5 separate regions of the Mus musculus genome follow, and all the other regions are linked to region 1. The links are chromatin contacts, called in public Hi-C, HiChIP or PLAC-seq, Micro-C and promoter capture Hi-C maps. All regions are on one chromosome and are shown on one strand. Each heading gives the region's core, a stretch centred on a gene start, on an enhancer-like site or on the middle of the called end of the contact. The rest is flanking DNA. Distances are from core to core; before and after follow the strand shown. Region 1 holds the start of Mt2 (metallothionein 2). Region 2 holds the start of Irx5 (Iroquois homeobox 5). Region 3 holds the start of Lpcat2 (lysophosphatidylcholine acyltransferase 2). Region 4 holds the start of Csnk2a2 (casein kinase 2, alpha prime polypeptide). Region 5 holds the start of Ces1b (carboxylesterase 1B).

The links. Promoter capture Hi-C pulls out the DNA fragments that hold promoters and counts their contacts. Hi-C and Micro-C count contacts between places; a contact is called where the count stands out from the background. HiChIP or PLAC-seq counts read pairs in DNA pulled down with a chosen protein or histone mark.
Region 2: a Micro-C map of embryonic stem cells shows a contact between it and region 1, with 9 times the contacts expected there. The contact joins the promoter of Irx5 here to the promoter of Mt2 in region 1. A contact is called at or near these places in 1 of 39 promoter capture datasets (liver) and 1 of 484 Hi-C or Micro-C datasets (embryonic stem cells).
Region 3: a contact with region 1 is called in an H3K27ac HiChIP or PLAC-seq map of microglia, with 5 times the contacts expected there. The contact joins the promoter of Lpcat2 here to the promoter of Mt2 in region 1. A contact is called at or near these places in 1 of 39 promoter capture datasets (embryonic stem cells), 1 of 484 Hi-C or Micro-C datasets (Sertoli cells) and 2 of 115 datasets of contacts at active chromatin or transcription factors (large pre-B cells and microglia).
Region 4: a promoter capture Hi-C map of liver shows a contact between it and region 1, with 2.9 times the contacts expected there. The contact joins the promoter of Csnk2a2 here to the promoter of Mt2 in region 1. A contact is called at or near these places in 2 of 39 promoter capture datasets (liver and pre-B cells).
Region 5: a Hi-C map of liver shows a contact between it and region 1, with 2.5 times the contacts expected there. The contact joins the promoter of Ces1b here to the promoter of Mt2 in region 1. A contact is called at or near these places in 1 of 39 promoter capture datasets (liver) and 1 of 484 Hi-C or Micro-C datasets (liver).

The regions. Positions count from the first base shown.
Region 1 is chr8:94,170,626-94,174,678 of GRCm38.p6, reverse strand. It overlaps Mt2 (metallothionein 2), which reads right to left and starts at 2,061. Exons shown (of 3, transcript NM_008630.2): 1 at 1,804-2,061; 2 at 1,487-1,552; 3 at 1,112-1,343. The coding sequence starts at 1,831. The coding sequence ends at 1,252. It overlaps Gm39227 (a long non-coding RNA gene), which reads left to right and starts at 3,024. Exons shown (of 3, transcript XR_879107.2): 1 at 3,024-3,422.
Region 2 is chr8:92,355,754-92,359,806 of GRCm38.p6, reverse strand. Irx5 (Iroquois homeobox 5) reads right to left here and starts at 2,011. Exons shown (of 3, transcript NM_018826.2): 1 at 1,378-2,011; 2 at 1-270. The coding sequence starts at 1,623. Crnde (colorectal neoplasia differentially expressed (non-protein coding)) reads left to right here and starts at 3,687. Exons shown (of 4, transcript NR_110452.1): 1 at 3,687-4,053.
Region 3 is chr8:92,852,964-92,857,016 of GRCm38.p6, reverse strand. It overlaps Lpcat2 (lysophosphatidylcholine acyltransferase 2), which reads right to left and starts at 1,684. Exons shown (of 14, transcript NM_173014.2): 1 at 1,392-1,684. The coding sequence starts at 1,562. It overlaps Gm45472 (a long non-coding RNA gene), which reads left to right and starts at 1,599. Exons shown (of 2, transcript XR_003947583.1): 1 at 1,599-1,793; 2 at 3,050-4,053. It overlaps Mmp2 (matrix metallopeptidase 2), which reads right to left. Exons shown (of 13, transcript NM_008610.3): 13 at 3,596-4,053.
Region 4 is chr8:95,487,013-95,491,065 of GRCm38.p6, reverse strand. Csnk2a2 (casein kinase 2, alpha prime polypeptide) reads left to right here and starts at 2,246. Exons shown (of 12, transcript NM_009974.3): 1 at 2,246-2,722; 2 at 3,390-3,501. The coding sequence starts at 2,619.
Region 5 is chr8:93,078,253-93,082,305 of GRCm38.p6, reverse strand. Ces1b (carboxylesterase 1B) reads left to right here and starts at 2,366. Exons shown (of 13, transcript NM_001381922.1): 1 at 2,366-2,441; 2 at 2,747-2,951. The coding sequence starts at 2,390.

The sequences.
Region 1 (4,053 bases), core at 812-3,311:
CGCTGCAAGGCATACCCTTGGATACTTATAGTGTTTACAGTACTCTTCATGGCTTTGTTCTTGTTACTGATTTTTAAAAAATAGTTTATGTATGAGTACACCGTAGCTGTACAGATGGTTGTGAGCCTTCATATGGTTGCTGGGAATTGAATTTAGGACCTCTGCGCTCTCTGGTTGCCCCACTCACTCACTCACCCCCTCCCTCCCTTGCTCCAGCCCAAAGATTTATTTTTGTTGTTTTTGTTTTTCGAGACAGGGTTTCTCTGTGCAGCCCTAGCTGTCCTGGAACTCACTTTGTAGGCCAGACTGGCCTCGAACTCAGAAATCCACCTGCCTCTGCCTTCGGAGTGCTGGGATTAAAGGTGTGCGCCACCACGCCCGGCTAAGATTTATTATTTTAAGTACACTGTAGCTGACTTCAGACACACCAGAAGAGGGCGTCAGATCTCATTATGGAAGGTTGTGAACCACCATGTGGTTTCTGGGAATTGACCTCATGACTTCTGGAAGAGCAGCCAGCGCTCTTAACCCGAGCCACCTTGCCAGCCCATGTTACTGAATTTTTAAAAATGGATTTTAGTCTGTAAGCCCAGAATTTATAAGTCTAAGGCAGAAGCTCAAGGACAGCTTAGGTTACACAGTTAAGATCTGGCCTCAAAACCAAAGGTCACCAAAATTTGAGACCAAGCTGGCTTCAGAGTTAGTGGTCCTTCTGCCTCAGGCTCTCAAGTGTTGGGGTTATTACTCGTGGGAGACGTCATATCTGACTCACTCCCATTTTTATTTACAGGTATTTCATACTTTAAGCCTAAAAACCGAAAATAATTAGGGGTAGGGATGTGGCGCATTAGAGCACCTGGGTTTAGTAAGCAGGAAGCTTTCGGTTTAATCCCCAATACACACACACACACACACACACACACACACACACACACACACACACACACGCCCAGTAGGAATGGCCCATTTCTGTGACCAATGCATGCTTCTGCATGACCACTTTCTAGGCGGTCAAAGTCCAGAGAAATATAATCCGACTAGCTCAAATTCAGCTGCTGCAGTCCCATCTCAACGCCTCTGCCAGCCCTTAACCAATGCACAGAGACAAGCTGAATTAATCAAGTCAACGGCTTTTATTGTCAGTTACATGCTTTATAGAAAAAGTTGTGGAGAACGAGTCAGGGTTGTACAAAAAAGGCTAGGCTTCTACATGGTCTATTTACACAGATGTGGGGACCCCTCCGCCCCCCTTCAGGCACAGCAGCTGCACTTGTCGGAAGCCTCTTTGCAGATGCAGCCCTGGGAGCACTTCGCACAGCCCACGGGGCAGCAGGAGCAGCAGCCTGTGGGGAGAGAAGAGTTGAACGTGAGCGAGAAACCTTGTCAGAGGCACACCACCTGAACGCTCCCGGGAGGGAAGGCGCGGCGCGGCGGGCTAGGGACCCCAGGAGAGTGACGGGGAAATGGCAGAGAAGATCCAACTTACTTTTCTTGCAGGAAGTACATTTGCATTGTTTGCATTTGCAGGCGCCAGCGCAGGAGCAGGATCCATCTAAAAGTAGAAGGCAGTCAGTGAGCGCGGTTGAGTGGGACCCGGGAGTACCTGAACGCTGTTCTCCTAGGAAGGTGAGGCAAATCACCCGGGTAGGCGAGCCACTATCTCAAGGACTAGTTTAAAGGAGCAGGAGTGCTTCAGAATTCATTCGGAAGGGGTAGCCGGTCGTACCCTTAAAGTAATTACTAAAGGAGGGGCCAAAAAGCCTGTCTAGCTCTCCCAGAAATCCCGTCAGCAGTCCCCCTTACCGGAGGCACAGGAGCAGTTGGGGTCCATGGCGAGTGGAGGCGGCGGTTGAAGATCGACGAGAGATCGGTTTGAAGAGTTCTAGGAGCGTGATGGAGAGAAGCACGCGGAGCGCGACCTTTATAGCGGAGAGTATTGGGTCGAGCGCAAAAGCTCCGCCCGGGTGGAAGGCACCATGCACGCGCCCCCGCCGCCTGCACACGCCCTTTTTCTGGCTCAAGGGATATGGCCAGCACACGCCCCTGGGCCTGCGCACGACCCGAATTCTGCAAGCGGCCCTCTTTTTGCTCGTGGGACAGAGCCTGCACACGCCCTCCCCCCACCCCCCGCGCTGAGTCACACCCCCTTTCTCTGGGCTCAGGGACTGAGAGCAAAGGAGCTGAGCGCAAAGGGTCTGCGATCCGGTGGGAACCGGTTCCAGGACACCTGCTTGCTCCCGCGCGCGCCCTTTGCGGTGCCCCGGGGCCCGAGGGGCCGGGTGCAGAGGCGATGCTGAGCGACGAGACCTCTGGCCGCCCAGATCACGCCACGGGGACACAGTTTCCGCGCATGTCTTGTGTGCTAACCTGGGTGAAAGCGGGGCTTGGAGACCCTGCGTACAGGAAAACTTAGCTGGCAGTGTGAACCGGTTACAAAAACCAGCCCTACCCCTGGCTTAACTGCTGTTGGTGATGTACTCCTGCCCCCCTGCGTGTCACGTGCTGCGGGCACCGTAAGAGCTGTCGTTTTTCCTTACAAACGCTGGTTGGAGTGTTCATTATTCTCACCGTAGAAAAGTGGAAACGGAGACGCAGTCACATAGTCACTTGCCCAAGATGAGTGTAGGGTTCGAATCCACTAAGGCACCAGCCAGTTGTCAAGAGACTAGAGACCATAGACACAAGCCTTGTGCTAAGACTTACTCTTGGGGGGCGGGGGGAGGGCAGCGAGTGACAGGAAAAAATGGTGGGGGTCTTTGCTGGAGGTGGAATTCAAGAGAACGAAAGCAGTCCATTCTGGGAGGATATGGACCAGGGCCCTTTGCCAGGGTGTTTGCCAAGTAGGAAGGGCCAGATGGTGGTGTTCTGAAACACACGGATGGAAAGCCCCACGTAACCCGACCCACCTCCACCCACGGGTGGATGCTGAGGGGAAGGGTGGAGATGGCAGCCAAAATTTCTTCCCCTGGAGGTACATGGTGTTTCCCCACTTGCTTAAGTCTGCTGAAATCAGACTGGAAGTCATAGCTGGAATGTCTGTGTCATCTGCAGAGCCAGGAAACTGGTGCCGGAAGCTTCCCGGCAGGCCGACTCGGATACTTTCAACGGAGGCTGTGGGTGGGTTGTAACAGGACAGGCTGTCCTCGCAGCTCTTAGTGAAAACTGGGGCAATGCCTTCTTGACTCATTCCAGGCATTACTGGATGCCCACGGCTGTCCATGGATTGTGTGATTAAACACCGTGTCCTTTCCCTTCCTGGCACTTTCTGTGGCTGCCCTGGCTATGAACTTGAACCGGATTGATTTCTGGGCTCCCGTGCTCCCTTTCCAGACTGACCCCAGAGCAGTCTTTGCTGTAACTCCAGCCTCAAGCCAGGATGTTGTTGGCAGTCACCGCTGGCCAAGTCCCGTAAATTCATGGAGGTAACTAACCCACGGTACGGTTATTCCTGCCCAGTTCTCACTTCCCGCTAGGACTTAGATTTTGAAAATGGAAGTACGTCGTAGACTGGATGTATCCGCCAGTTCCTTTAATCAGAGCACTCAAGAGGCAGAGGCACGTAAATTTCTGTGAGTTCAAGGTCAGCCTAGTCTACATAGTGAGTTCCAGTCCAGCTTTGGCTATAAGGTGAGACCCTGTCTCAAACAAACAAAAAATACAAGCAACAATGAAAAAGGAAGTCAAGTTTGAATGATGTGACCCAGGCTTGTAATCTTAGCACTCAGAGGCCCAGCCAGGATTGTGAAAGTCAGGCTGACCTGGGTATATACTTATTGTTAGTCTTAACAATAAATAGATAGACGAATAAGGGCTAGGAATGAAGTGTAAGGTCGAGGGCTTGCTTAGCATATGTGAGACCCTACGTTTAATCCCCAGCATGACATTTTAAAAAATATATGTGTAAATAAATAAAAGCTTGAAGAAGTCACCACCCTGGTATCTGTCATTCACCGAAGCAAAAAACACCACAAAGAGGAGGGAAAACTAAGCTTCCAGAAAGACAAATCCTGATGGAGTTTGGCCCCACATTTGCTCTTGGGGTACTTCTTCCTT
Region 2 (4,053 bases), core at 762-3,261, 1.8 Mb after region 1:
TTTCTTGAGGCGCCGGCGCGCGTTGGCAAACCAGGTGGACACCTGGGTGAGGGTCATCTTGGTGATAATGGCCAGCATGATCTTCTCTCCCTTGGTGGGGTACGGGTTCTTGCGGTGCTCGTTGAGCCAGGCCTTGAGAGTGGCTGTAGCGTCCCGAGTGGCATTCTTCCGGTACGCGGGGTCCCCATAAGGATAGGAGCCCAGAGGTGCTGCATAAGGGTGATATCCCAAGGAACCTGCCATACCGGGAGTGTGGTCGTAGGGAGAGCCCTGTGAGGGACAGGCAGAGGTTAAGTGAGTGAGGGTGTGGGCTACATAGCCACCCAAAAGACTGAAACCCACTTTCCCTCTGTCCTTGGTTTTGAGTGCCAGCGCGGGCCCGCACTCCAGCTTCCCCTGAGGCAGAGCTGGCTGGTTTAAACGCAAGAGTGACCACCTTCCCCCTCCTCAGAAGGCAGCAGGGCCCCCCAATTCTGATTCTGGCCCTTCGGGACCCCTGAGGCTGTTCAGGGTTTAGCACACCACCTTGGAGGCCACCATCTGCTGGGGGACCTCGGTGCCCAGGTCTCAGATCTGGCCTCTGCGGAAGGGCCCACGGTTCTCTTAGAGGCCTGAGCAGCCTCAGCAACAACTCAGAGCTCTGCTCCAGAGCGGCCGCATGTTGGGCGCAAGGGGTACAACAAGGGAAGGAAAGGCTCTTTCTTTAATCTTCAAAGAAATGCGATAGACAAGCTGAGCCTTAGCTTGCACACCGACGGTCTAAAAATGCTATCCCTAACCGAAGCCGTTGCGCTTTTCCAGAAATCACACCCCGCCGTAAAAACCCGGATACACCGCATCTCGCTGGCCGTTTCAGAAATTTAATACTTCCAAATCGGATTGCGAAGATAGGATTACGGATTTGCAACATTTTGGGGATTAATTAAAGGCGAGGCCAAACACATTTACATAGATTTAGCACACTACTACTGTTTGGAATTCCGGTCGGCTTCTTTTGAACTACTTTTTCCAACATGGCAAAACCAAAAGAAAGAGGAGGAAGAAGAAGAAGAAATTTGCGGGTTGTCCCAGAGCTTTGAGCCAAATGCCGTTCTTTATAGTAAAGACCAATCAATCCCCCCCCCTCCCCGCGCCCCAAAGCCTTCCCTTCAGCTCGGCGATCCCAGCAAGACGCGGCTTTCGCCAGAGCCACTCCGGAGCCCGCGGCTCGAGTGAAGCTGAATTAGACAATTGCTCAAGTTTGCAAGGGCCGCGAAGCTTGGCGGGTGAGGTGGCGCCTAGGCCCGTGTCCACCGCAACCGGGCTCTGCAGGCCTGGCCCCGGCTGCCCGCTCGCTCGCCCGCCCGCCCGCCCGCCTCGGACCCAGCTCACACTCACCACGTAAGAGAAGGCAGCGGCGGCCGCAGCCGCGGGGTCGGCGCCGTACTGGAGGTGCGAGTTGTAGCCGGGCGAGGGAGCCGTGAAGGCAGTGGAGCCAGCGTAGGGCGAGAACGCGGAGCCCGAAGAAGAGCGGCCGAGCTCATCCGTGCGGGGCCCCGAAATGACGCTGGTGCTGTATGCGGGGCACGAGTAGAGCGCCAGCGAGGCGGACGGCTGGTACAAGTAGCCCTGCGGGTAGGACATGGCCACACACGGGCATGGGGCGCGCCGCGCCGCGGCGGCCAACGAGCCGGGCGGCGCCCTGCGAGGGCGAGCGAGAGGGCACCTGGCTTCTGGCTGCCCCGGGCCGCAGCTCTTCGAGCCCCGGCTCCCGGGCTCCGGCCCGCGGCGCCTCCTGGTTGGCTTCCCGCGCGCCTCTGGCTGCGACCGCCGCGCCCGCTCCTCTGCGCGCCCCGCTTGCCCGGGCTAGGCTTTCTCTCCCCCCACCCCCCTCCCTCGCTCTTTGCACCGGGGGGCTCTGCTTTTGGCTTTGCAAAGGTCCTGCCAAGATGCTAAGTTGGAAATTGAGGATTCTGACGCCTTGTGTGCGCGCGAAGCTCCTCCTTCCCGGGGTGTAGTCGGTGGGGGGACTGGCAGGAGCCTCTGGCCGGCGGCAGCCAACCCGGCCGCCAGGCGCGTCTCGCCCTCTCCCTGTTCCTCCCCGGCTCCTCTCCCGCTCACTGGCGCTCCCCTCGCCCCTCCCTAGCGCCCGCCTCTCCTCCGCCACCCCCCTCTCCTCCTCTGCCCGGCCTCCCCCTCCTCCCTCCCGACTCTTCCTCTCCTTCTCTCTTTCTCAGACTCTCGAGCGCCGGCCCCAGGATGACAATCACATCCCAAGCGCGCCGATCGCTTCCAACTTTGCTCTCCTTTTGCTAACTCTGGGCGGAGCGGCAATCTCGACGTACAACTGGCCTTAGTCTTGGCTCGGGCCGTTCGGGAACACAAAGGGAAAGATGCAGCGGGCTGCGCTCGGGAGAACGCTCTGCGCCCTCCTCGCCAGTGCGAATAGCGAAGTTGGCGGACGTCTTGTTCTCCCGAGAGCTGGGCTGGGAGGTGGTTTTTCTCCCTCCACGCTCCACAGTGGCTTCTCCCTCCTGCCGGAGGTCTCTAGGTTGAGCTGGAGACCTGGAATTCAGATCCCAGGGAGAGTCGATGGATGCCGGCGCTCAGGGCACAGCGAGGCCGAGATGACCGCCTTTCTGCGCCAGCAACTGCAGCAGGTGGGCAAGAGCCAGGCCTAAGTAGAAGGGGCCCCGCTAGCCCTTCCTTCCACCCATCCCTGGCAGACGACGAGAAGAGGCTAGAGAGGAGACTCTGGGGTCTCTGGCTGGGGGTGTGACTTTTCTCTGGAACGAGGAAGGCAGTGGGCAAGAAGTGCCCGACGGAGAAGCTGTTCTACCCGAGTCGGTCCCCCAGACGCCCCCGGCCCCTTGCCATCCCAAGTAGCGATGCCTGCTTCTCATGTCTAGCCACGAGCAGCTTGCCCCGTCAGGTCTGTGGAGCCGGAGGGTGTGGGGTCTCGCCCCTTTTGTTCCACTAAGTCGCCTTCCACCCTCGCTCGCCCCCGCCCCAGTTCCACTGCAAACACTGGGCAGTGAACAGTGTCCAACCCAACCGCTGTTTGTTCAGCGAGGCGCTGGCCCGGCAAACACACACCACAGAGTCCCAGGCAGAGTTCTCGGAACACCCCCTCCCCAAACCCCCCACGGCCACACAGTGAGAAGGCAAAACAGACCCTAGTCCCTGGTCTCCACCTCCCGCCGCCGCAAATTACAAACGCACTGAAGCTTTGGGACAGACAGGGGCGCTGGTAAACCAGGACCGCCGGCGGCAGAGTGCACACACCACACATCAAGCATTTTGTGGCCTTTCACAACCCAGCCACGCGCAGGCTGGAGCGTAACAATACACAAAGTTTCCTGTAATGATTCTCACTAGCCAGCAAGCAGTTTGCTCGGTTGGGGCCGTGGCAAACACTAACCCCACGCGGATCGCACAGGGACCCGCACCGCGGCGCGCATTCACGCACGCGCGCAGACTGCCCCCTCACTTAGCACTCAGGATACAGGTTCCGCCCCCGAGAGGTTGGACCCCGCGGACTACATTCTCCAAGAACCTCTAGGCCTACCCCGCCCTTCCCCTACACAGCTTCGCCTCTGATTGGGCGTTGGTCTCCATTAGCCCCTCCTCTGGATGACGTAATCCGCTTCCCTCGGAGTTCCAGCGCCAGGGGGCGTGGCTGGGAGGGTCTTTGGCTGCGTATTGTCATGGAGACCAGAAGCGGTCGGCTGCTGAAGCGGGCGGCTGCGAGCTAGACTGATCGGCACGCGAAACCGGAGCCCTGGAGAGCGTGCGGCGGCCTGAGGCTGCCTCTCGGGCTGACCATTCCGGGTTCGGGGTAGGCCGGAGCTCTTCAGGGAGCGTCCCCGCCCCGACGCGCGGGTCCCCGCCTCCCGCGTCCGCACCGCCCCCCGGCTCCGCCCGCTCAGCCCGGCTAACGGTCGGCGCGGCCTGCCACGAGGGAGCGTCCGCGGCCCGCGCAGAGCCGCGCACCAAGCCGATGGCGGTGGACGCAGCAGGGCCCCGCGGTCTGAGTGCGGGCAGGCGCGCGTGGGCGTGTCTCCCTGGCCCACG
Region 3 (4,053 bases), core at 435-2,934, 1.3 Mb after region 1:
TAATAATCAAAGTACAATAAAAATATTTAAATATGCTGCTTTGAGCCTCCCTCCAAACTCTGAACCCAAATAGCCAGGGTACATTTTCACTTAAATATAACTCATTTGTCTAGAGTTATCTTGAAGAATAACATATGTGCTTATAAGTACTGCAAGTGATTCAAAGCATAAAGAGGAACTCTGTAAACTTAGTGTCTCCACATCTTTTATCTTCCTCTCTCATACCTATCTTCAACCAGATCCCCGTCGTTAACTCTAACCACCACCCTCTACCACCAACCCTGCTCCCAACACACACACACACACACACACACAGAGCTCTGTGCTTAACATGCTTCCTCCAGAGGGGTCACAAATCTTAAAGCTGTATATAGAAACAATGCTAAATACTACTTCAGTGCAAAATCGCAAAAATTCTGAGACGTACAGGGAGACATTAACCCTTCTCCCCCTGCAGACAAGACAACCGCTGTTTTCACCCATCTTTCTCTTTCTCAAGTCACTAACCTCATCAAAGAGGAAGTCAAAAAGTGAACTCACTGATGCCAAAAAGCTGTCTTTTCCGAGATAAAGACAACTTCCTTTGTGGCCATTTCTAACAGCTATGTCTCATGTCATCTTTGAATCTAGAAAAGATGCTGTGTAAAAGCCCACTCAAAAACACTCTCAAATGCCTTCATGGGTCTCCCAGATTTCTCTTTGCTTTGCTTCCGACTCACAGCCTGGCTGTTCCTGGGCAGTTTGTCACTAGAGCCTTCCCTATGGTTCCAAGGACAGAGCAGGGATCTCTGCCTCCTCTCTTACTCTCCTCGGCTCTAACTGGCTCCCCTTTTTACAGAAGGCATATAAAAGAGAGTACCATGAAACCCTCTCTCATATGGTAGCTCTCAACCCGCTGCTTCCACAAACTCGAGCCAAAGCTCCTACCCCATCCCGCCCCTTCTCAGGCATACCTTCTCTGCATCTTCTCACTTTTGTGTACCTTGGGTCATCCCATCCCCCAGTGTCCTCACTTCTCACATCCTCCTGTTTGGCCATCATGACCCTTTCCAGTCGGATCCGGATCCACAGATCTTTCTTCCGCAGATCCTTTCCCTTACCAGACTCCACACTCAGCCAGCCTCCCCCTTCAGACTATCTACTCAGATGCCTCCCCCGTCAGATTTCCAATTCTTCAGGCAAACTCCTAGTCACACCCACTGTGATCTCCTCTGACACTCTTCGGATTCGCGATCCTCTCAGACGCCTCCTCCATCAGACCAGCTATTCCCTCAAATACCTCTCAAGTCCTGATCCCCTCAAGACTGATCCTCCTCCGACCAGATGCCCTCACCCCGAGCCTCCTCCATCGCACCACATTGCCTTAACCTGAGCGCGCGCCTTGCCTTTACCTGCAGCCTTCGGGAGGCACTGATCGTAGTCTGCTGGACGAAGGGGTTGGGCACCGGCGGCGGGAAGAAGGACGCCTGGCGAGGTACCATGGGTGGCCGCAGCCCGGCGTCCCCGACGCCCGAACCCGGGACCGTAGCCGCCACAGCGGCCGCCTCGGCGCATCGGTTCATGATGGATCCAGGTGCCCGACCCGAGCAAAGCGGGGACCCGAAGAGAGCGGCCGAATTCACAGTCCCAACCTCAGAACCAGAGACTCCCAGCCCCAGGCGCCGCTCCCGGCTTCTGCGCAGGCGCCAGAGTCACCTAGCCACTAGCTGCCCCGCCCTCCGGGACGCACCCCGGGCTCTGGCCCCGCCCCCTAGGAACCTGCTTTTGGAACACACCTCTTGGATCCCAATCTAGTAAGTAAACTTATAAATCCAGGGTGGGTTTTGTTTATCTGTGCTCGATTTCCGGCGTGTTTCGTTTCCTGGGTAAACCTATTTCATTTGGGGGTGTTTGTAGGTTAGAAAGAAAGCGAGCTAAAACAGTAATTAGCAGCAGGAGCAGACAACATCCCACTCAAAACCTAGATTAACATGGAGATGGCTGTCTTTCACAGTAATTATTTGTATAGAAAAGGCAAAAGCAACTGGCTTCTACTGTAGATGAGGAACCTGACCCAGAAAAGGGAAATGTTTGACGACACACTGAGGAAGTATGAGGCTGTCTGAACCTGTAGGAGAGGGTAGGGAGAGTCCAGGGTTGCCCAGGGCCTTGGTCATTTGCTAGTTGGTAGAACTCTGCCTAGCTGCAGTTGAAGAATGGAGAGACAGTGAACCAGTCATCCCTGGCTACCTCTCCTCCCAGCAGGCAGTGGAGGACAGGGAGAATGAGACGTACCATCCAGGCTCTAAGACAGCTGCGTGTCCAAATTTAGCCACTATGATATCCCCAAATCTTCCTGCTGCATCAGGTAGTTGTGAGTCTTGGGCTACTGACTTGAACTTCTCTGAGTTAGTTGCCTCCTCTAGGAGTGAGAGGGTAACTGCTACCTCACAGGGCTGTACAGTAAGGATGAAATAACGCAGTGTAATGCACAGAGCAAAGCACTGAGGAGATGGTAAAGTGGGGAACAACTGAATTCCCTCTGGATGTGTAACAGAGAATCTTAAAAACAGCGATAGGTCTCTGCCTAGAGACTCTTGGAATAGCCTGTGTCTTGCAAGAAGGAGCTTCAAGAATCAGAACTAGTAGGCGAGACACAGGAAAAAAGGTGATTTCGGGCCCACTGAGATCTCTCCCAGGAATAGGGTCTATTCCTCACTCCACTACCTCTAGTCCTACCAGGGAAGACCCAAAGTGATAGACTCCCAACCTATCCGATCTAGCAGAGACTTCTGAAACACACACACAGTAGCTTTTGGAATTCATTGACAAATCACTACATGGGAGGTCGGGGGAGGGGGAGGACTAGAGGTAGAAGAAGCTCCCACATTTATTGTGGCTATGTTTAGAAAGCAGGCACATCATCCCCTCAAAATGTGTTTCCTTGGGGAGGTTTTAGGGGTGACGGAAGCTGCTGCTGCTGCTGTCTGCGGTCTGTGGTGGCAGCTGCGGCAACTCTGGGTTTATGTTCTTCATCATTTGGCCCCAGCTCAAATTTTGTTTCTAACAGCCGACTCTCTGATCCCGACCAACCACTTTCCTCTGGGCCCTGCTGCCTCTCCTCGGGAAGTCTGTCCAGGTGATCCTTTAATGGCTCTTAGAAGAGGAGCAGGTGTGGCTGCTGGGGCTGTCTTTCTCGGAAACTGAACTGCTATTTGGAAAAGGCAAAAGCAGCTGGCTCCCACCGGGGATGAGGAACCGGACCCACAGAAGAGACGTGATTGACGCAATCGTTAGGATCCGCTCTCAGTGTAAAAGAAACAAATGGTTAAAGGGAAAGTAAACCTCCAACAGACCCCATACCTACAGCAAGGGAATTGCTGCTGCGTGCGTCCCAGTTCTTCCTCAAGAAGACCAAAACGACCTCTGTGTCTAGGCTTTTCCCAGTGTAGATCAGGCACATAAGCCTACTCACTCTGGAGTTCTTAGTTTAGCACCTCTGACCTTTCCAGCATGCATCCTCTGTGCCTTACATTGAGCAGAGATTTGTTTTTTTAAGCACACCCCCACTACCCCCACCGCTGGCCGCTGTGAACTGCTAAAACAGAGCCAAACACTGTCACTCAATGGGTGTCTTTATTTATACTTGTTTGCCATTTCCCATGGGGAACTGTTAAAGGGAGAAGCAAGAAGGCTGAGCAGGAAGCCACTGACTTGGTTCTCCTCCATCCAGTGGAGGAAGTGACTGGGCATGATCTGCACAGAGTGAGGAGGGGAACCATCACTAGGCGGGCTGAGATGCATCATGCAGCGATGTCAGACAACCCGAGTCCTTTGGGCAGGAAATGCAGTGGAGTGGAAAACTGAAAAGGTTGAAGGAAACGAGCGAAGGGCATACAAAAGCAACAGTTAAGGTGGTGCAGGTGTCTGGGCAGCAGAAAGGGTGAAACCAGGTGTCTCTGATTTCCACCTTGGCACACCTGTACCCCACTGCCCCATGCCAGGCTGTTAACAGGGCCACCAGTGCCCTCCTAAGCCAGTCTCTATTAACTCTGAGAGTGCTGAAAGCCATAA
Region 4 (4,053 bases), core at 997-3,496, 1.3 Mb before region 1:
AAACCCTGTCTGGGAAAAACAAAAACATTGGTAATATATAATATACACCCCATATTAAAATTACCCCAGAGATAAGTGTATTCCTCTCTCTCTCTCTCTCTCTCTCTCTCACACACACACACACACACACACACACATACACACACAGTTCCTGCTTTTGCTTTTTTGTTGTCTTTTGTTTTTGAAATAGAGTCTACATAACCCACACTGGCCTGAAGCACATTACAGAATCTAGGCTATGCTGCTGCCTTAGCCTCCCAACTGCTAGGCTAACAGTCATGGACTACCCCACCTGGCCTGACCCATTTATTTATTTTGGATATTCTTTGCTGCTTTTGAATGATAAGGGCAGTAGAAATAGTGTGTCTGTCTCTCTAGGCTTCTGAATGGTTTGTTTTATTTTTTATTTTGGACAGGTCTCACTCCATAGTCCAGATAGACAGGCATCAAACTCATGCTGATCTGCCTGTCTTAACCTCCCAAGTACCAGGGTTACCAAAATGCACTACCACACCTGACTGCATCCCCCCACAAAAAAGTAAACAAACAAAACAAGATCTTACTATGTAGCTCAGGCTGGCCTTGAACCCACAGTCTACTCCTCAGGTAGGATTACAGTGTGCAGCCTCAGGGGTCGCTCTCAGTCTCCTTTACTCTAGAGCAGCACCTCAAGTTTTGTTTTGGCTGTGACACTGTTATTTTTTAGCAGTGTGAACTAGATTTTTTTGCTGAACTGTCCCTCAGTTTGGCCGTGTCTGGTTGGATGCAGGTTGAGCTTTTTTGACAGCAATGTGATGAGTGGTGTGTCCTTTCTCTGTGCGTCACACAGAAAGTCAGCTGGTCCATGCATAATATGACCTTCAGGGTCCCCTTTGTAACCAGCATGGTAACCGTGGGCCAAGAGCACTGTGTTGACTGAAGGCCTCCTGCCCGGCAGACACTGAGTGACCTGGTGGTGATCACCCAGCCCTAGTCATGCCTTCACATTGTTTTCACAGGGAGGGGACAGATGGCAAACCAGGAGAGGACTCATGCCAAGCTGTAGTTTTACGAAGGGCATGGAGGAGTCGCTGAGAGAAGTATCAACTTCAGAGAAAGTGGCCTCTAAGGTGAGATTTGAAAAAGAAAGCCAGTCATTTGTGGGGTGGCAGCGGTACCCCGTGGCCAAGCTCAGAGAGAAGAAGAAACTGAAAGACGGGCATGCGCTATTCTCAGGGAAGGAAAGGTGTAGAGTTTAACAACAGCGGGAACATGTAGTGTTTTAATATGGAGCAGTCCTTAGTCTCTGTACAGCTCTGTGAAGTCGGTGCTGGGTTGATGCTACAAAATCTGTAGCACGGAGACGTTGAGTCATTGGTTCAAATCTGCATTCCTTGCAAACTATGGAACCGGGACTTGAACCTCGATAGTTCGGTATGTGAAGAAAGAGGAAACGTGGCCTCATCTAGAAAACAGTGTGTGGGGGGGAGGGAGAGGGGGAGTTTAGAGTCAGAGCAACCTGGGCTGGAAGAAGAGATCCTTGTTGTTAAAGAATATGAACAGGAAAACAAGATAGCCGGGGACCCCAGGACATCAATGAGAGAGAAGACTGTTCAAGAAGTCCTCACTCCCCAGCTCTCCCTCCTCCCAAACAAACAAACAAACAAAATGGATATTTACATTCTCAAAGTATGATCCACAAATTACAGGTTCAATACAAAGGGGGAAAAACCCAGTTAACTTTATGGGGAAACTATCTGGTGGGCTCTGGTTTAAGCAAGTGGCCCAAAGGATGGCTCAGTGGGCTCTCAGGGAGGAATCTGGATGGGGAATTGGGAGGCGAGGGTAGCTTTAGGACTAGTTTGGTTTTCCTCTTGAAGGAAGGGATCTGTGGATGGCAGGGTGGGGTCCAGAGTGGGAAGAGGAGTGAGGAAGGGGGACAGTTTGAGGGGAGGGTTCTTGGGTTTCAAAGAAAGTCAGCTCAGGGCCAATATGGGAGGTCGTGGTGGGTGGACACGAGGTGACTGGACAGTGGAACTATGCTAAGCGCGGCGGCAGTCAAAGGTAGAGACTTCTGGGGGGTGGCCTGCAGTTGGGCAGGCAGCCGGCCACATTGCTTGGAGGGTGGCGAGCTCGCTGAGGGGGCGGGCGCCGGCCATAGTCCCCCCGCACTGTAGGGGGCGCTGTGGGCCGGGGCGGGCCGGGGCTGGGCGGCGGCCGCTCCTGGCGAGTGCGGCCCCTTTTCCGGGTTTCCTCCGCCTCCTCCTCCTCCCTCTTCGCCGCCGCCGCCGCTGCCGCTGCCCCTCTCCCGACCGGTGGCTGCCGCTGCCGCCACCACCGCCTCTGGGGGGCCGCGAGCCGAGCGGAGGCCTCCGCGGAGCACGAACCCCGCCGTCCCTCCGGCAGCCGAAGGCCCCGGGCCGGCTCGGCCGGCGCCTTCCGCGCCCCCCGGCCCGAGCGTCCGTCCGTCCGCCCGCCCCCGCGGGCCCGGCCTGGCGCGGACGCCCGCCGCCGCCGCCGCGCTCCTCCTCTTGCTTGGGCAGCCCGCGGCCCGCCGCTTCCCGTGCCTGCCGCCCCGCGCCCCGCGCCGCGCCGCCGCCGCCCTCGGCGCCCCGCGGCGCCCCCCGGTCCCGCCCGCCATGCCCGGCCCGGCCGCGGGCAGTCGGGCCCGGGTCTACGCCGAGGTGAACAGCCTGAGGAGCCGCGAGTACTGGGACTACGAAGCCCACGTCCCGAGCTGGGGGTAAAGCCGCCGCCGGCCGCCCCACGCGCGAACCGCACCCGCCGGCCGCTCGGCCTCGGGGCTGGCAGGGAGGCCCGGCCCCGGCCGCACGTGTCCCCGGCCTCTCCTGTCCGCCCTGCCTCGGTCCCCGGCTCAGCCGCCGGTGGGGAGAAGCGTGGGGTCGGGGGTGGGGGCGGCCCTTCCTCCTCAGACTTTGGGCTTCCTATGGGTTGGGAAGTCCATGGCTGTCCTCTTGAGCTGTTGAAATCTCTACCTCTTTACTTTCTGAAATGAGGCTGGGTGGGAGGGTCATTTTGAAGAGGGGCAGATTGTCTAGAGCGGGCAGTGCCCCCTGGAAGGTGTGAAATGGGAGGCAGGTGCCGTGGAGCCACGGGCAGGGCACCCCAGTACCACCAGGGGGGATGCTTCCCTTAGTCCCCTTAATGGCTCCTGAGGCCTTGTAGCTGCCCATTCCTCTTCTTGTTAAGAGTCAGTTAGGTTAGGAGCTCTGCAGAGTGAAGGGAGCCAAGCTTCTGTGTGGCTCTCATTTAAGAGAATGAGTTGCTGTGTGATGGTAGGAATACTTCCGAATGCTTGATTAGTTGGAGATGGCGGATGGATGTGTGGTGGACAGAGGCTTGCTTAATCCCAAATCCTGGCATTTATGTATATCTCTTGCCTTTCACAGTAATCAAGATGATTACCAACTGGTTCGAAAACTTGGTCGGGGCAAGTATAGTGAAGTATTTGAGGCCATTAACATCACCAACAATGAGAGGGTGGTTGTAAAAATTCTCAAGGTGAGTGGCCAACGGTGGCATGTAACCTTTCCCCCCACAGGGCAAAAGAACCAGCTATCCCAGAATAAGCATCTCCTACAGGACTCCTACCATGCTTTTCCTTGTGAACTTTTGAGAAAATGTGCGGGCTGGTCTTAATTCTGAGTTTGGTAGGTCAGGAACATTTAAAGTGTGAATTCTGAACTTCTCAAACAAAGCTTGTGAGGGGGGACTGTATCTGATATGGAATAAAGAGGTATTCGCAAGAGAGGAAGGAGTTTGCATGGAGAATCTGTCAACTGTAGGGATTCTAAATCTGTACTCGTTACTCTCTGCTCCCAGTTACTCCAGAAAAAGTCCGGAAAACCCAAAACAAAACAAAACTGGAGTCTGCTCAGAGATAAGTTTAAAGCCAAAAATTCAGGACAATTCCCTCAGTTGATATTTTCATTTCATGTAGCAGTAAAGTTTCAGGTGGGCTGGATATAGCAAGCCAGCCGCTAAGAGATCTGGGGCAACAGAAGAGTACATTCTAGCCCCTGAAATAATAACTGGAACAAAACTTGTCTCTGT
Region 5 (4,053 bases), core at 1,117-3,616, 1.1 Mb after region 1:
TCAACTGCTTGATGTGTCATGGGGAGACACATGGAGGATCTCGATCACTGTTTTGTTCCATCAACTTTACCAAAGAGCCAGGTCACTCAAACCCATCAGTATGCAAATTCCCTCTCTTATACTCACCTCTGCTTTGCTGTCATTGCAAAATGTAAAATCGGTTGTCATTTTCTTCCTGTAAACAATAGAATTTCATTTAAAGATTTTATTTTTTATACACACATGCATTTCTGTGTGTGTGTGTGTGTGTGTGTGTGTGTGTTTGTAAATGCCCCTGGAGGCCAGAACAGCATGCTGGATTCCCTGGAGCTAGATTAACATGTAGTTGTGAGTTACTCAAATGGATGCTGGGAATGGAACTTAGGCCCTATACAATAGCAGCAAGAGCTCTAGCACTTAACAACTGAGCCAATTTCTCCATTCCCAAGCAATTTAATATTTTTTAAAGTCTTATTTTACTTACTTCTCCTGTTCCCATTCCAGACACCACTACTCTCCCACCAAGACTGTCCTTTCCAGTCCCCCACAAAAAGTGTTTGACTTGATTTCTTTTTTTTTAATTTCTTTTATTTTTTAAAATTAGGTATTTTCTTCTTTTACATTTCCAATAGTCCCCCATATTCTCCCTACCAACTCCCCTACCCACCCACTCCCACTTCTTGGCCCTGGCGTTCCCCTGTACTGGGGCATATAAAGTTTGCAAGTCCAATGGGCCTCTCTTTCCAATGATGGCCGACTAGGCCATCTTCTGCTACATATGCAGCTAGAGACACGAGCTCTGGGGACTACTGGTTAGTTCATATTGTTGTTCCACCTATAGGGTTGCAGACCCCTTTAGCTCCTTGGGTACTTTCTCTAGCTCCTCCATTGGGGGCCCTGTGATCCATCCAATTGCTGACTGTGAGCATCCACTTCTGTGTTTGCTAGGCCCCGGTATAGCCTCACAAGAGACAGCTATATCAGGGTTCTTTCTTAAACAAGGTCAAAGCAATGCTTTATAGTCACACCTTCCTTCACCACAAACTTTCCAAATGTCTTATCACTGTATTAGAGACACATGCTTCTTTCCAAGGCTCCTGGGCTGCTGGGGTTAAGAAACAGGAACAACACCACATAGTGAAATCAGAAATCAAACAGTACATATTCTCTTTTATTTTGCTTTATCTAGGTACATTCAAGTGGTGCTAATGCAAAACATTTTGGACATTTTAAATAATTCATAGATAAGGGCTATAGATGTGTCTCAGCCATTAAGAGCAATGGCTGCTTTTCTAGAGGACATATGTTCAGTTTCTAGAACCCATACATTGGTTCACAATCTATAACTCCATTTCCTGGTGTCTTGAAGACCTCCCTCTTCTGGCCATTGCGGGCATTGTATACACATGCTGCATAGATATATACGCAGTCAAATGCACAAAAAGTAAATAAAATCTCCAAGAAAGAAAGAATTCATAGATAGATGCATATGTGGATGATTAGACAAAGGATTGTGGTTCACAAAGTTTATTTGACTTAAGGACAATGTTGTGTTTGAATGAGGACTGTTCCCATAGTCTTGGGCTTTCACTTGATCCCCAGTTAGTGGTGCTGTTTGGAGATATTTAGAAGATATAGACTTCTTAGAGGAAGTATGTCAGTGGAGGTAGGCTTAGAGAATTTAAAGTCTCTCATCATTTCTAGTTCACTCTCTACTGTGAGCTTACATTTAAGTATTATGATCAGGCTTGCTACACGTCACCATGCTTTTGCGCTGCCATTATGGACTCTTCTCCCTCCGGACACTTTCTCCTCCTTATGATGTCTTTGCTCTTCGTGTTTCATCACAGCAAGCAGAAGTAACTAATACAAACATTGTGGCTAAGCAGCCCTGATCCAAAAGCAGTGAGATCATTAACAGAGGTATACACTGGTGCTTCAGGTTACCTGGCAGGAATAGTCAACATCAGAAAACAACACTGGCTGAAGAGTGAGATTAGAAAACTTCCAAACTTGAGACCATCTCTTCTAGGAAATAGATGCATGGCAGCTGGGAAGTGTGCAATGTTCCCAGCCGAGCAACACTGGGGACTTCTTCCTGACTGCATGCATCTGCTTGCTGGTACCTGCCTTGAGAAGTTCAAGGTGCACTGAGCTTTTCAGTTAGAAGTGTTTGCATAAGAGGTTGGCTTGATATCAGAGAGTGGGTAGTGTCTTTAAAGAAAAAGAAGAGTAAACTCGTAGTGGGTGTGGCTTGGAGGTCCTAACAAATACCTTGGGAGCTCTTTGGAGAGGGGGAGCTTTATGTAATTATGCTAATTGGTCTAGAGGTGGGTCCACAGCAAAGAGGCTCTCTATTTGAGCTGCAGACACCTCCCTGTCTCCTAGAGTTCCTGTCCTTCCTTCTACCATGTGGCTCCATGCTCTGGTCTGGGCTTCTCTTGCTCTTTGCCCAATATGGGGTAAGTTCTTCTGGATTACAAACATTGGGTTGTACATTTGGAAACCTGTCCTTGATGAAGTGGGTGAAATGTATACAGAGCAAGCACAAAACAGTTCACTGACCCTTGTACGGGCTTAGATGGGCGACATTTATACCTCCAAACAGATTACTTTTTAGTTGGCCCTCTCTTTAATGTTGGGAGGAAAAGAGACCTTAGAAGTTCAAGTGACTATCAATGATGCAAGCCTAAAAGTCACTAAACCAACCATGAATCCAGGTTTGACCATCATCTCTGATGTTTCCTCATGTTTTCTCCAATATCAGGACACTCACCCTCATCACCGGTAGTGGACACCACCCAAGGCAAAATCCTGGGAAAGTACACCAGCTTAGAAGGATTTGAACACCCTGTGGCAGTTTTCCTGGGAGTCCCCTTTGCCAAGCCCCCTCTTGGATCCCTGAGGTTTGCTCCACCAGAGCCTGCAGAGCCCTGGAGCTTTGTGAAGAATGCCACCTCCTATCCTCCTATGTAAGTTACAAGGGTGGGGATTGTTTCAGTGGACATGTGTTATGGTAAGTATGTAAAGTGAATTGGGGCTTTCTACCATGCCTTGGATCATTTAGCTCCCAGATAAAAGACATAAAACTTTTATATTTATAGTAAGACTTTAAACCACTATAAATGGGTAGATATCTAATCTCTAAGCTATTTTGTCTACTTCCCTATCAATAACCATGAGATATAATTTGCCATATTCCACCTGGGCTGCTCTTATACCAATTGGCCAGCCCTTATGGCCACATTTTCATGATTCTCCTACCCAATGGTGTCTTATCCTCTCTTTACCTTCACTCCTTCCTCTGGTGGTCCTGCCTCAAACCCCAAGGCCAAGAGCTGAAACTTTTTCTACCTCTCCTCTTCCCAGTTATAGGCTGTAGGCAGCTCTATTGACTAATCAAGGATAAATTGGTGTATATGAGAGTTTCCCCTTCCCTGAGTTAACCAGAACCAGTACTTAGCATTATAACAGCAGATCAAAAGGGGGTATATGAGATAGGTATACCTATCTCACGGTGATCCAAGATGGAGACAAGGCAATCCTCTGACTAGCTATATTAACAGCAATTATTGGCATTCCTGAGAGCATCATGAGTCCTTAAATATGGTCTAGATACTAAGAACTTTCGTAGTTTTCCAAACCCTTTATTTAGCACAAATGTACTGAGTACCTGTGGTGAACCAGTACTGTTCTGGGTTTTTAGGAAACATGAAGGGAAGCAAGTTGCTAAATCTTTTATCCTATTGGCTGGAAAGAGAATATAAGAAGTCTGTAGATTAGTACATCAATCATGCAATATACTAGAACATCCTAAATGCTTTGGAAAACAGTAATTGATCAGGTGAGGGAGATGAGAAGTAAGATGCTATATCATTGTGATTTGAACTTTAGTGTTGCTTAGGAGTGCGGTGGGTGTGGACTTGTGGGTGAGTAGAATAGAAAAGATGACAGCAATTACTCAGCCCAGATCTACCTAGCTACTTATTCACAAGCAATTACCAAGGTTGTATCACATCACTCCTGGCAACTGAGTGAACAAGCCCAAGAATTCCAGATGGCCTCATGGCCACC